Regions from separate parts of the Sus scrofa genome. Here regions 1 and 2 are each linked to region 3. Evidence: chromatin contacts called from public HiChIP or PLAC-seq data. All regions are on one chromosome and are shown on one strand. Each heading gives the region's core, a stretch centred on a gene start, on an enhancer-like site or on the middle of the called end of the contact. The rest is flanking DNA. Distances are from core to core; before and after follow the strand shown. Region 1 overlaps NRF1 (nuclear respiratory factor 1). Region 2 overlaps NRF1 (nuclear respiratory factor 1). Region 3 has its middle 26 kb from the start of ZC3HC1.

What was found. HiChIP or PLAC-seq counts read pairs in DNA pulled down with a chosen protein or histone mark.
Region 1: an H3K27ac HiChIP or PLAC-seq map of skeletal muscle shows a contact between it and region 3. The contact joins two enhancer-like sites. A contact is called at or near these places in 3 of 47 Hi-C or Micro-C datasets (epiblast stem cells, heart right ventricle and skeletal muscle) and 1 of 2 datasets of contacts at active chromatin or transcription factors (skeletal muscle).
Region 2: an H3K27ac HiChIP or PLAC-seq map of skeletal muscle shows a contact between it and region 3, with 5 times the contacts expected there. The contact joins two enhancer-like sites. A contact is called at or near these places in 1 of 47 Hi-C or Micro-C datasets (blood) and 1 of 2 datasets of contacts at active chromatin or transcription factors (skeletal muscle).

What each region holds. Positions count from the first base shown.
Region 1 is chr18:19,024,735-19,028,598 of Sscrofa11.1, reverse strand. The region is part of intron 10 of NRF1 (nuclear respiratory factor 1); the gene reads left to right. Among named protein-coding and RNA genes, the nearest start is that of MIR182, 40 kb to the right of the region's middle. Within about 2 kb of position 2,473, at least 2 of the 83 cell types and tissues checked have an H3K27ac peak or open chromatin away from gene starts, as enhancers often do. A contact at or near this core is called in skeletal muscle, where this site is marked.
Region 2 is chr18:19,052,974-19,056,995 of Sscrofa11.1, reverse strand. It overlaps NRF1 (nuclear respiratory factor 1), which reads left to right. Exons shown (of 11, transcript XM_021078993.1): 6 at 3,354-3,512. Among named protein-coding and RNA genes, the nearest start is that of MIR182, 68 kb to the right of the region's middle. Within about 2 kb of position 1,500, at least 2 of the 83 cell types and tissues checked have an H3K27ac peak or open chromatin away from gene starts, as enhancers often do. A contact at or near this core is called in skeletal muscle, where this site is marked.
Region 3 is chr18:18,765,104-18,769,030 of Sscrofa11.1, reverse strand. No RefSeq gene overlaps it. Among named protein-coding and RNA genes, the nearest start is that of ZC3HC1, 26 kb to the right of the region's middle. Within about 2 kb of position 2,305, at least 2 of the 83 cell types and tissues checked have an H3K27ac peak or open chromatin away from gene starts, as enhancers often do. A contact at or near this core is called in skeletal muscle, where this site is marked.

The DNA.
Region 1 (3,864 bases), core at 1,224-3,723, 260 kb before region 3:
TTATTATTAGCTGTCAGCATCAATGTCTCCTCCAGCATTCCCCCAAATAGGCTGTTAGAGCACACAGTACTGTCACAGACCCTGCTTTCCAGTCTTTAGGATGCATCCAACTGCTTACCTTATGCAGGTAAAGGACTTATGCTCCAGAGATGAGTACTGTAAAATCAAGAATAGATCAGAGCTTTTTCTGTAACCTTGAGTAAAGGAAATCGAAGGAACCTTGATTGAAGGTGACATTGTTTAATGGCTCCTGCATTTGGTTATATCACTCCCCATGGCCAGGGCTGCTGTTCTTCCAGTGCAGTGTTTGCCGTAGTTAGTGTGGCCTTAGTTACTTCTGATGGCATAATGTTTCTTCGCATCTGAGCAACTGCCTTGTATTTCAACTTCCATCATGAAAGACGACTTTTTCACTTTTTCCTCCTTACCACCACCGCCATCATCCATCATTACTTACAACATGGACTGTTCCAGCTCTTCTTTAAAATGCCACGTCTTCATTTTGATAAGCTATAAAAGCCATCTCTCATTCTTCCTTTTTCTGTGCTCCTCATTCTCTGGACACATTAGTATGTGGACCTGTTCCCAAAAGAGTCAGTGGGGATGTAAATATTAAATTAATTTAGGAAATACGTCAGTGTCGCTCCTTCCAAAAGACACTGATATGCTATTCTAGTGTGCCCTAAATCACTGTTTGCTTCAGTATTGTAATTAAATTTTAAGTAAATAAATGTATTAAGTAAAGTTTTATTTAAAGGTTCATATTCATTCACTGTAAAACGTGATAATAGCTTTAAAAAGAACTGTTGTGTTCTTTGATTCTTTGATAGTATTTGTACCTTTAAATGCGAAGATGGTGCGTTCAGTTCCTCTGGGACTGGAAGCAGGCAGCCCCTGAGCACCAGCGTTGTATGTGAGCTGAGAGTCCTGGGCTGCAAGCCCCCCCATCCTGACAGTCCCTGGAGAGCAGCGCCTATGGAACTGTGGGTTTTCAGGCCACCCTCCTGTAAAGTAAATGGCCCTCCTTTCCACAAAGAGGGAGACCTGAAGGGAAGCTAAGATACTAGGATGGTATCAGGCAAACCAAACTGAGGCATTGCCCGTTCTGTAAGATCGATCGGTCCTACAGCTGCTTCCCCTTCAGAACCATAAGTCTTTTTTAAATGGGGGCGGAATAGGACATACTTAGAGACCTGGAAAGGTTATATCTTGGAACAGATAAGATAAGGAGAGATCTGAGCTATGGTTCAGAAAGAAGCAGGGTAAGAGCTGAGTACATGAATGGGGCCTGCAACTGGGGTGACTGGGGAGCTTCGGCAGCGGCACAGAGCAGGCTCGAACAGGATGCTGCTCAGGGAAACTCTGTGTTTGCAGACAGGGTTTTCCCTATTTAAGTCAGCTAACTTTTAAGATGAATAGTTTTCATTCTGGGAAACGTGTTCATAGATGTCATACGGAAAATAACTGTTTCTGTTTTGCTCTATATCTGCCGTCTGTATGCCTTGAGCATAATTATTTAGCGCTTTCATCTTTTTCCTTTCTTTCGTCATTCTTTCCTTTTCATTTTTTTACCACTAGTCTTACTACTACTACCACCGCCAGCGTGACCCCCTTGCCACTGACTAAGTGAGCACTCTGTGTTCTTCCGCCTTCCCCCAGTAAGGTGGGTAGAGCAGCGCTTAGAGCCCTGTTTTGCAGAGGCAGCTAAAGCTAGGACTTGCCCGGGATCGCTCAGCTACTAAATGATGAAACTGGAAACCAAACCCAGACCTCCAAGACTCTTTCTCCTGCCTATATGGGCTTGCTTTTGCCCCCTTCACTCCATCTTGCCACTCCACCCAACCAAGAAGGTATAAAACCAGCGAAAATCATCACTTTCCTGTTTTTGTGGTTAAACTGTTATTTGGTGAGGCTCACTATTTTGCAGGCTTATTTTAAGGAATGATCATAGCTGTATTTTGCTCACTTTAGAAGACAGCATCATGATGAATCTTAACAGAAGCAAATAAGTAAATGGCATCAAAACTCAAGATCTAAAGGTGTGTCCAATTCAGTAGCTACTAGCTATGTGTGGCTCTTTGAATTTAAATGCAACTTAATTAAAATTAAACAAAAATTCAGTTATTCACACTTAGCCACAGTTCGAGTGCTCAGTAGTCATTTGTGGCCTGAGGTACTGAATTTTTTACGTAGTTTTAATTTATTCACATTTAAGTTGAAATAGCCACGTGTAGCTAGTGGCTTCTAATGGACCAAACCCATCCAGAACATCTCCATCCTTGCAGAGCGCTCTGTTGGATAGCACTGACCTAGAGGCCGTAGCAAACATACTGTGGTCTTCTGGCAAGTTGTGCCCCTTCTGCCCAGGGGAGGGCAACAGAAATACTTCATGAGCCTTCCTTCCCAGTGACCTTCTCAGCTCGTAGACAGCATGGCTTTGCTAAAAAAAAAACTACCACATGACTACAGTAATCCGCAGCCAGCAAACAGCTGGGCAGGAGGGTTACAAGAAGAACTGGCCTATTTTTGTGCACTGCAGAGTCCTGAGCAGGAAAACCTGAGACAGGAGGCAGTGGTGACACCTAGACCCACTTCCTAGTCCCTTTATTCATGACCTAGGCCACTTGCCCATTTCCACTTGGTGGCCTCACAAGTGCAAATTTCTCTTAGCTGTAGTGATCTTGAGGTCAGGTGCTATAAGAGATTTATGGTGACCCCCCCCCAAAGGATTAAATATCCAGAGCTTTGTAGGTTACAGGCTGAAAGAAGCTATTACCATTGGATGAATTTGAGATTTCATGTGGCTGCTTCTGAGAGATGGGAACCTGGAGATGTGTAACGGGGCTCTCGATGCAGGAACCCCAAGGGGGTTACAGTTCTCCTCCCCGTGTATGTTGCTCACTCAGCCCTTTCATAGCATAGAAGCTTGTCCACTTTTCCTGCTCCCTTCATTATGACCTCCTCAAGTCTAAAAATGCCTTCCAGAATAGCTCTCAGAGGGAAGTGGCAGTTTTTCTGACTCCCCAGTCTCCCCCACCCAGGGGGATATATTGAGAGCATGAATTTTAGGGGCAGCGGAGAATACTTAGTCCGCTTCTCTGTAGTGCCTGCAGCATCATGAGCACATAATAGCTATTAACTCCTACTACTGCTGCCTCGACTACCAGTGTTTATCAAACACTCACACTGAGAATCGTTCAGAAAGCCTCTGTAACGATAGACACATATTGTGTCCCTCAGGCATGCTGGGGCAGACAAAACTGAGATTCAGTTCTCCAAAGTTAGCAGGCCTTTTCTGTCACTCACCAGACGTTGCTCCCATAGCTGGAGGAGTTTCTAGTTATTGGGGTTCTTTGGTGCCTTTGTCTCCTGCACAGATACTGACCTGTGGATACCTTCAGAAGGAGCAGGACTGCCTCTCAAAAGTGGCATTGTAATGTTTAGATTCATGTTTGTCCTTGCGGAGTCTCAGGCATTCCTCATTGTTTACCAGGACTTGTTAATCTAGGCCCTGTGGAGAAAAAGAGGTCCTTTACAATGAAAATGACCACTATGCATTGGTCTCTATTCTTAGCATTCATCTGAGCCATGGCCATGGCCTTCAGATGCTTTTAAGATGCTTCCCATGTTGAAAGCTGAATGCCTGCAGAGTTGACTCCTCAGGGCCCCAGAGGAAGTTAGCACGCAAGCAAACCCAGGTTGGTCTGACTGTCGGGGTCTCAGCTTGGGTAAACTTGATGAGCCAGGGATGTTCTGGGCATTAGGACTCAGGTCAGGGCTTCAGGTCAGAGATTTATAAGAAGGTGCCTGCCATCAGGCAGATAGACACCACTGACCATGGTCTGTCCATCCCCAGTGTCCTCA
Region 2 (4,022 bases), core at 251-2,750, 290 kb before region 3:
TTTCTAGCATAGGAAGAAATATTGTTTCATTGTGGCTGGATTAAAATTTTTAGAGTTTTAGAAAAAGTCTTTTTAAAAAAAAAAACAAAACCGTCTGTGGTTTCCACATAATCTTTACTTTTGATTGCCACTGGCATAAATTTGATATCTTTTTTTCTTGCTGAATGTGCCCTGGAAAGAGTGGTATCTCCTACTCTCTACTAGGTTGAGGTGGCCTTGCTGACCACGCTGGGCACTGGAAGCCCATCTAGAGCCCTAACTCTGAATGGGAAGCTGGGAAAGCTTGTTGTGGCCCAATTAGAGGCCAGCCGGAGAGGATGGGCTTTACCTTTGCTGATCCTGTTGATTGTCTCCCCTGCGGATTAAAGACAAACCTCCCTTAACAAGCACATTGAGTAGCTTGGGTTTCCAAAACTCTCCGGGACCAGTAATTAGTCCAACTGGTAATGAGAGCACAGTGCTGAATTCTGGAAAGGAATGATTTAACTCTTTCTGTTCTGGACAGCTCGTTCACCTTATTCATCTCCCTTTTGCCGTGGCACTGTTTATTCGGGACAGTATGAAAATAGTCTGGTGGAAAATTGCCTTTCAGTGAAGTCATATTATCACTATGCATTTAAAAGCAAAGATTGTCCTTCATCCCCAATCTGTACAGACTTGAAAAGTTTACTTTTATAATAGAAAGTGCTTTTTGCCTCTTATTTTGATATAGGAGCAAATTTTATTTTTATTTTTTAAATTAATTAATTTTTTTGACTGCACCCATGGCATGCACAAGTTCCCGGGCCAGGACTGAACCAGAACCACAGCAGTGACAACACCAAATCCTTAACCACTAGGCCCCCAGGGAACTCTAAATGGGGCAAATTTTATACAGCTGACAGTTAGTACTTTAAAAAGCTAAGATCTGACTCTGAATTGGAACTTAATTTCTCACTGGGTCTGTTTTTTAGCTGAATGGGGTTTTTGCCTGTGGAAGTAACCTTTTCTTTGTGCTGCTTCTCTTTTTCCTGCTTCTCATGTTAGCCTGTACTGTCTTTTTCCTAGGGTTTTGAAACATTTCCCATCCAGAAATTTCTAGCACATAAAACATCTTTTAGGACTTTAAAAAATTTTAGCTTTTTGTTAATTTAGAGATATTTGGCCTTCTTATTTCATGATCTCCCCACTTTGTTAGGTGTGGATACAAAGACCGTTAATGGGATTGAGAGAAAGGGGAGACTTATAAAAGTCTGTGGTATTGAGTCTATTTTGTTTATCCATCTGAGAAAGCCATTGTTTTTTTTAATATAGGAAAAATGTAAATATTGTGTGCGAGGATTACATAAGCCTTTTCCTTCTCTGTTTATCTGAGGCTAGAAAAAGACGCTCGCAGGAAGCCAGGATAAAGGGGAAAATGACTTTGAGATGCACTTTCTTAAAATAACTGAAGAAGTGACCTCATGAACCAGCTGATAGCCTGGGTTTGCAAATGGATACATTTCTATTAGCCTGCTGCCTGATGCCGCAGAGCCAAATATATAATGGAGTGAGTGCATTATATCATATCCTGCAGGCAGGAGACTGTCTGGGAGATGGGGAACTTAGAAAGAGGTGAAATGGCAGGCTCGGCACAGGAATTAACGATGTAAATACTGTTAACTGAACTTTCTTTATTAGCTGAACAGTACTGTTTTGGGTTAATGATTCTCTATTATGTACTAATTGGCATTATCCTCTGGTAAAATAATATTTAAATGAGAATATTTGATATTTAAATAGTCTCTTCAATACAATGTTGCTGTATTCATTCTCTCATTAATACTTAAGTATTCTCATTTCTCTCTTTTTCTTTCTCTAATTTACAGCTATAGGCCCATGTCCTTGGGTCTGACTCCTGCTAAAATTGTCCTCTCCTTATGGTCCTAGGCTCTAGATGCAATATGAGTGTGTCCTTAGATGGAGGATGCTGCTTATCTCTGAGGAGCTATAGACCACCAGGTTCAAAGTAAAGAAGTAGGTCTAGGGAGGAAGATTGGTAGTTGTCTCTGTGGTTTAGCATCTGTTTGGTCTGGATTTGATTTGTAAAATACATTTGAATGAAGCCAGAGTTGTTTTTAATTCCTCAAAGACTTGGGTTGCAACCCCAAGGACACAGTAAGCTGACCCACCCATCTAACCTACTCTATCTCCAGTCTGTTTCTTTATGTCAGGGAGAAAATCTTCAGCTAGGATAGAAATCAAGAGATTCCTCTGTTAGGAGGGATGGATTAGGAGTTTAGGGGTTATTAGATGCAAACTGGTTGTATATGGGATGGACAAACCACAAGGTCCCATTATATAACACAAGGAACTATATTCAGTATCCTGTGATGAAGCACATGAAAAAGAACCCGTGAAAGAATGTGCGTGTGTGTATAACTGAATCACTTTGCTAAACAGCAGAAATTAATACAATATTGTAAAACCAACTGTGCTTCAATAAAATTTTTATATTAAAAAAATTTGAAGTCCATAATGTGTTTAAAATCAATACATACTTCATTATGTATATCTGTATGTCAGACATTGGACTAGAAACTTTTTAAGATGAGTTTTAGGGTTATTTTCCCTTTTTATTCAGTAAAGTCCATTTATTTCCATATATTTTATAACCACATCATTACTAAATTCTCTTATTGTTTATAGTAGTTTCTCATTTGATTCTCTGGAGATTTCCAGATCCACAGTCATATCACCTACAAATTTTATCTGTTCTCATCTCTTATTTCTCTCATCTAATGATTCGGATTACTTCCTCCAGCACAGTGTTGAAAACATGTCGACTTTGTTTGACACCTTGAATGTATGGACATACTAAAAGGGAAATAAGCAGAGTTTCCATCAGAGTGCAATGGGATCAGTGGTGTCTCTACAGCGTCAGGACGCATATTTGATCCCCAGTCCAACACAGTGGGTTAAAGGACTTGGCGTTGCTGCAGCCACGGCGTAGGTTGCAGCTATAGCTGGGATCTGATCCCTGGCCCGTAAACTCGATTTGCCATGGGGCAGCCAAAAAATAAAAAATAAGATAAAAGAGAAATAAGCATCTTAGGGGGCAGAAGTCAAACATGGAGGCAGATGTTCTTGATCTTACTGGAACAGGTGTATGAAACACAGCTTAAGGTGCACTTTACAAACATTTGTATAATTCTCCATCATTCATGGAGCTACAATAACCTATGGGAAACATTTGGTTCTCAGTGTTGCATTTTGGAACTCTCCAATAGCCTCCAGGGACACTCTCTATTTTATAACCTTAGAATTTGTTGGGAGACACAAATATATCCCAGATGTCTTTCGTGACTACTGATGACCATGCTCTTGTTTTTTAGGCCCAGCTTCGGGCATTTATTCCAGAGATGCTGAAATACTCCACAGGTCGAGGAAAACCAGGCTGGGGTAAAGAAAGCTGCAAGCCCATCTGGTGGCCTGAAGATATCCCATGGGCAAATGTTCGGAGCGATGTCCGCACAGAAGAGCAAAAGCAAAGGGTGAGGCTTCCTCTGGCCTGAGTTGCCTGTTGCTTTTCTGTTCTGAATCAGCCACCTAGTTTTTGTTATCCTATTTCTTGTGCTATAAAAAGTCTAAAAATATTTGTGTCAAATATTGTGTTGAATGTGTCCCCCAAAAGAAGTTTGATATTCTCTAATTTATAGACTTTCCCATTCATTACTCCATCACTATAAAGACTTAGGATGGGTCTGTGAGCTTACACTTATCTCTGCATTGTTGCCCTTTGGGGCAGTTTTAATTTTATAAGGTGCTTGGAAAAACTGAATAAACTTGAAGTAAAGGTATTAATCACTTTGTAGACTTAGAAATGTCGTTATTTCTGGTTAGCAAGAATCACTACGAAAATATGAAAAGAGAGAGCTGTTAAGTTGGTCAAGTCCACTGATGACGAAACTTGTTTTTAGAAAGAAGAAAGACTAGGAGTTCCCGTCATGGCTCAGGGGAAATGAATCTGAGTAGTATCCATGAGGACGCAGGTTCCATCCCTG
Region 3 (3,927 bases), core at 1,056-3,555:
TTTGTTAGATTCCATATATAAGCAATATTATACACTTGTCTTTGTCTGCCTTCACTTAGTAGGATAATCTCTAGACCTATCCGTGTTGCTGCAAGTGGCATTATTTTATTCTTTATGGCTGAGTAATATTCATATCTTCTTTATCCATTCATCTGTCGATGGACATTTAGGTTGCTTCCATGTTTTGGCTAATGTAAATAGTGCTGCAATGAATGTTGGGGTGCATGTATCTTTTTTTGAATTATGGTTTTCTCCAGATATATGGCCAGGACTCAGACTGCAGGATTATATAGTAGCTCTATTTTTAGTTTTTTAAGCAACGTCCACACTGTTCTCCATTGTGGCAGCACCAATGTACATTCCTATCAACAGTGTAGGAGGCTCCCCTTTTCTCCACACCCTCTCCAGCATTTATTGCTTGTAGACTTTTTGATGATGGCCATTCTGCGTGGTGTGAGGTGATACCTCACTGTAGTTTTGATTTGCATTTCTCTGATAATTAGTGATACTGGCTATCTTTTCATGTGCCTTTTGGCCATCTGTATGTCTTCTTTAGAGAACGTCCATTTAGATCTTCCGCCCATTCCTTTTTTTTTTTTTTTTTTTTTTTTTGGCTGCACCCGTGGCATACGGATTAGTTCTAGGGCCAGGAACCTAGAACCCTCTCCATAGCAGCAACTCAAGCCACAGCAGTGACTCAGTGACAATGCTGGATCCTTAACCCACTGAGCCACAGGGAACTCCATGCCCATTTTTTCATTGTTTTTTTGATACTGAGCTGTGTGAACTGTTTGTATATTTTGGAAACTAATCCCATCAGTTGCATCATTTGCAAATACTTTCTCCCATTCTGCACATTAATTACTTTTATTGTTTTTCACCTACCTTACATCAAATGCATACAAAAAGTATAGGAGAAACAATAAAATAGAAAAACTTTTAGATATGGGTTAAGGAGGGAATATAAAGCTTACCAGAAATCTTTGCAAGGCCACAGACTATTGGTTATAGAACTATAAAGATTAAGGAGATGATTTTTTTTAAAAAATTCATTGTACCAACAGTAGTGTGCCAAAAAATTCAAAGAAAATTATATAACCCCATTTAATACTTTGACTTTTTTTTTTTGGTCTTTTTGTCTTACTTTGACTTTTCATTTTCTCAAGTTTTCTTTTAGTCATGGGTATACAAATCACAGTGAAGATATATGCTCTGGCATTGTTTCTCATATATATCTCGCAAACAAATTTCCGTATCAACAGAATCATTACAATGATCATTTCAATAGTTTGAATTACATTCCACTGATTTATACTCTATGTAGCTAAGCACTCTCCAGTTGTTAGATGCTTAGGTTACTTTCAACTTTTAACAGCTTCGTGTCTGTAACGTTCCCTGTTTTGAGCTAGATTCCTGCTCAGGAGGCAGACAGCACAGGCTTGGGAGGCAGTGTTTAGAAAAGTGCTTTTTAAAACACTAAGCAGCACTTAGTACATACTTGCAGTGACAGCTCTTCATCGTAGTAAAAAATCAATTTTCAGAGGTTTTCCTGTTTAGATTGTTCCTCTCTCAGGCCTGAGGAGTGGACCCCAGCTGCAGTATTTGCCTCACTATCACTTCAAAAGCGCTCGAAACCCATTCTGCCACCCAGAGACTGACTCTCGTGGGCATTTCATTCTCCTCCTTAGGTTTGGTCGAGCTGGATGAGACCGGCTAGGAAATGGACATGGAGGCTAAAAAATGATTTTGTCTCTGTGACCGTGGCTTCCTCATGAGAACAGTGAGAGTCTTGGAGGTAAATCCTTCCAGGTCTAAGACTGTATGTTCTTACTTCCACCCTCTGGAGGGCTGTTGGTGACTTGCATGGGAAACAGCCATTTTTTCCCCAAATCTAACCCTAGGATATGGACAGGGAGCTGACAGAAGTGAGGACAGAAAGCTGGAAAGTATATTAAGTTGGTCTGAATCTTTGGATATACCACGGTCCCCCAGGCCCCCCAGAGAAATTTCATCAATGTTCCCATTCCTTCTCTTCCTAATTGGCTTTAGCTACACAACAGTTGATTCAACCAGAGAGGCGCTGTGGACAGAAAGACAGTAATCACCGCCACCACTGCCACTTCAGCCAAGAAGCAATGAGAAAAGAGAGGCTGGGATGAAGATGGAACCATGGTCTCTGATTAAAGGGCTCAGGCACAGCATTCACTTCCAAGGCCATGGGTCACCCGAGCCAGATCACGGCTATGCAAAGCCAAAGGAGACTCAGAATAGGAGTAAAACTAAAAATAGCAAGGAAAACTGAGGAGGAAGAAGTGTTTGTTCTTTTGCTCTGTACATGCAGCTGTTTCTGTTCCTAAGATGGAACAGGGTGGAAGGGATTTAAAAGCTGGCTCCGAAGCAGCCACAACTGGTCTAAGAGTTTGACAAGTAAATGAGGAAAGCCCCCGAAGAGAATGTTCCATCTGCTAAGGCTATTCATGTTGGCTAAAATCTAAAAAAAGCGAGGCAAAGGACTCATTCTGGACACGGGTATTCTTTCTGCCGTGAGAGGCAGATCTCAACTTTGTGCTCAGGAAAAGAAAATCAGAGACTCACCACGCTGAAAGATATTCCCAAGCCCTGTTATAATGGAAGGAACAGAAGGCTGGGGAACGTGGATTTAGGCGTGGCTCTGTCACATTCTAGCTGTATGACAGAGCTTATTATTAGATGTCTCTGAGCTTCAGTCTTTTTTTTTTTTTTTGGTCTATTTAGGGTCACACCCACTGCATATGAAGGTTCCTAGGCTAGGAGTCTAATTGGAGCTGTAGCTGCCAGCCTACACCACAGCCACAGCAACGTGGGATCAGAGCCTCGTCTTCAACCTACACCACAGCTCATGACAATGCTGGATCCTTAACCAACTGAGTGAGGCCAGGGATCAAACCCGCCACCTCATAGTTCCTAGTCGGATTCATTTCCTCTGCACCACGAGAGGAACTCCGAGCTTCAGTCTTAACCTCTGAGAAAACAAAATCTACTTGGACTTGAGAAATGCAACTTTTGTTAAAACAGAACATAGAATTCTAGAGGCCTCAGTGGAGAAAAATAGTAAAAACAAGAATCTGAAGACTGGTAGGAGTGGCCAAACTAGGAAGCTGGAATGGCCTTGAACAGCCAGGGGTCTTCAAGATACAACCACCTGCCTTGACGTCTGAGACCAAGACTGCAAAAGAAGGTTCTGACCTGGGAGGTAGAGAGGAAAGTGTTGGAAATCCTATTTGCTGGCAAGAGAGCCATTAGAGACAACTAACGCAGATGATATGTATCCCCTAAGCCATCTAGCCTCACTATGTCTAAGTGGGAAAATTCCTTAGAAAGATGACTTATAATGCTTTATGGATAGTAAAATAGCAAAATGAAATCTTAGGCAATTTCCTTTTTTAAAAGGGTCTGTCAAAAGAAAAAAAAATTCAAATAAAGAATCAAATCAGGGAGTTCCCGTCGTGGCGCAGTGGTTAACGAATCCGACTAGGAACCACGAGGTTGCGGGTTCGGTCCTTGCCCTTGCTCAGTGGGTTAACGATCCGGCGTTGCCGTGAGCTGTGGTGTAAGTTGCAGACACGGCTCGGATCCTGCGTTGCTGTGGCTGTGGCGTAGGCTAGTGGCTACAGCTCCGATTCGACCCCTAGCCTGGGAACCTCCATATGCCGTGGGAGCGGCCCAAAGAAATAGCAAAAAGACAAAAAAAAAAAAAAAAAAAAAAAGAATTAAATCAGGAAAATTGGGTTACCAGAAAGGTCAAACCAAAAACTTCCAGAGGAACAACCCACAAGAAGAATGAATAACCGCCTGGGCTTGAAGCGATGGCCTAGCATGTGGAAGAAAACAAATGCTTTGGGAAAGTAAGTTCATGAGCTCAATCCCATCTATATTAGTCAGAAATCT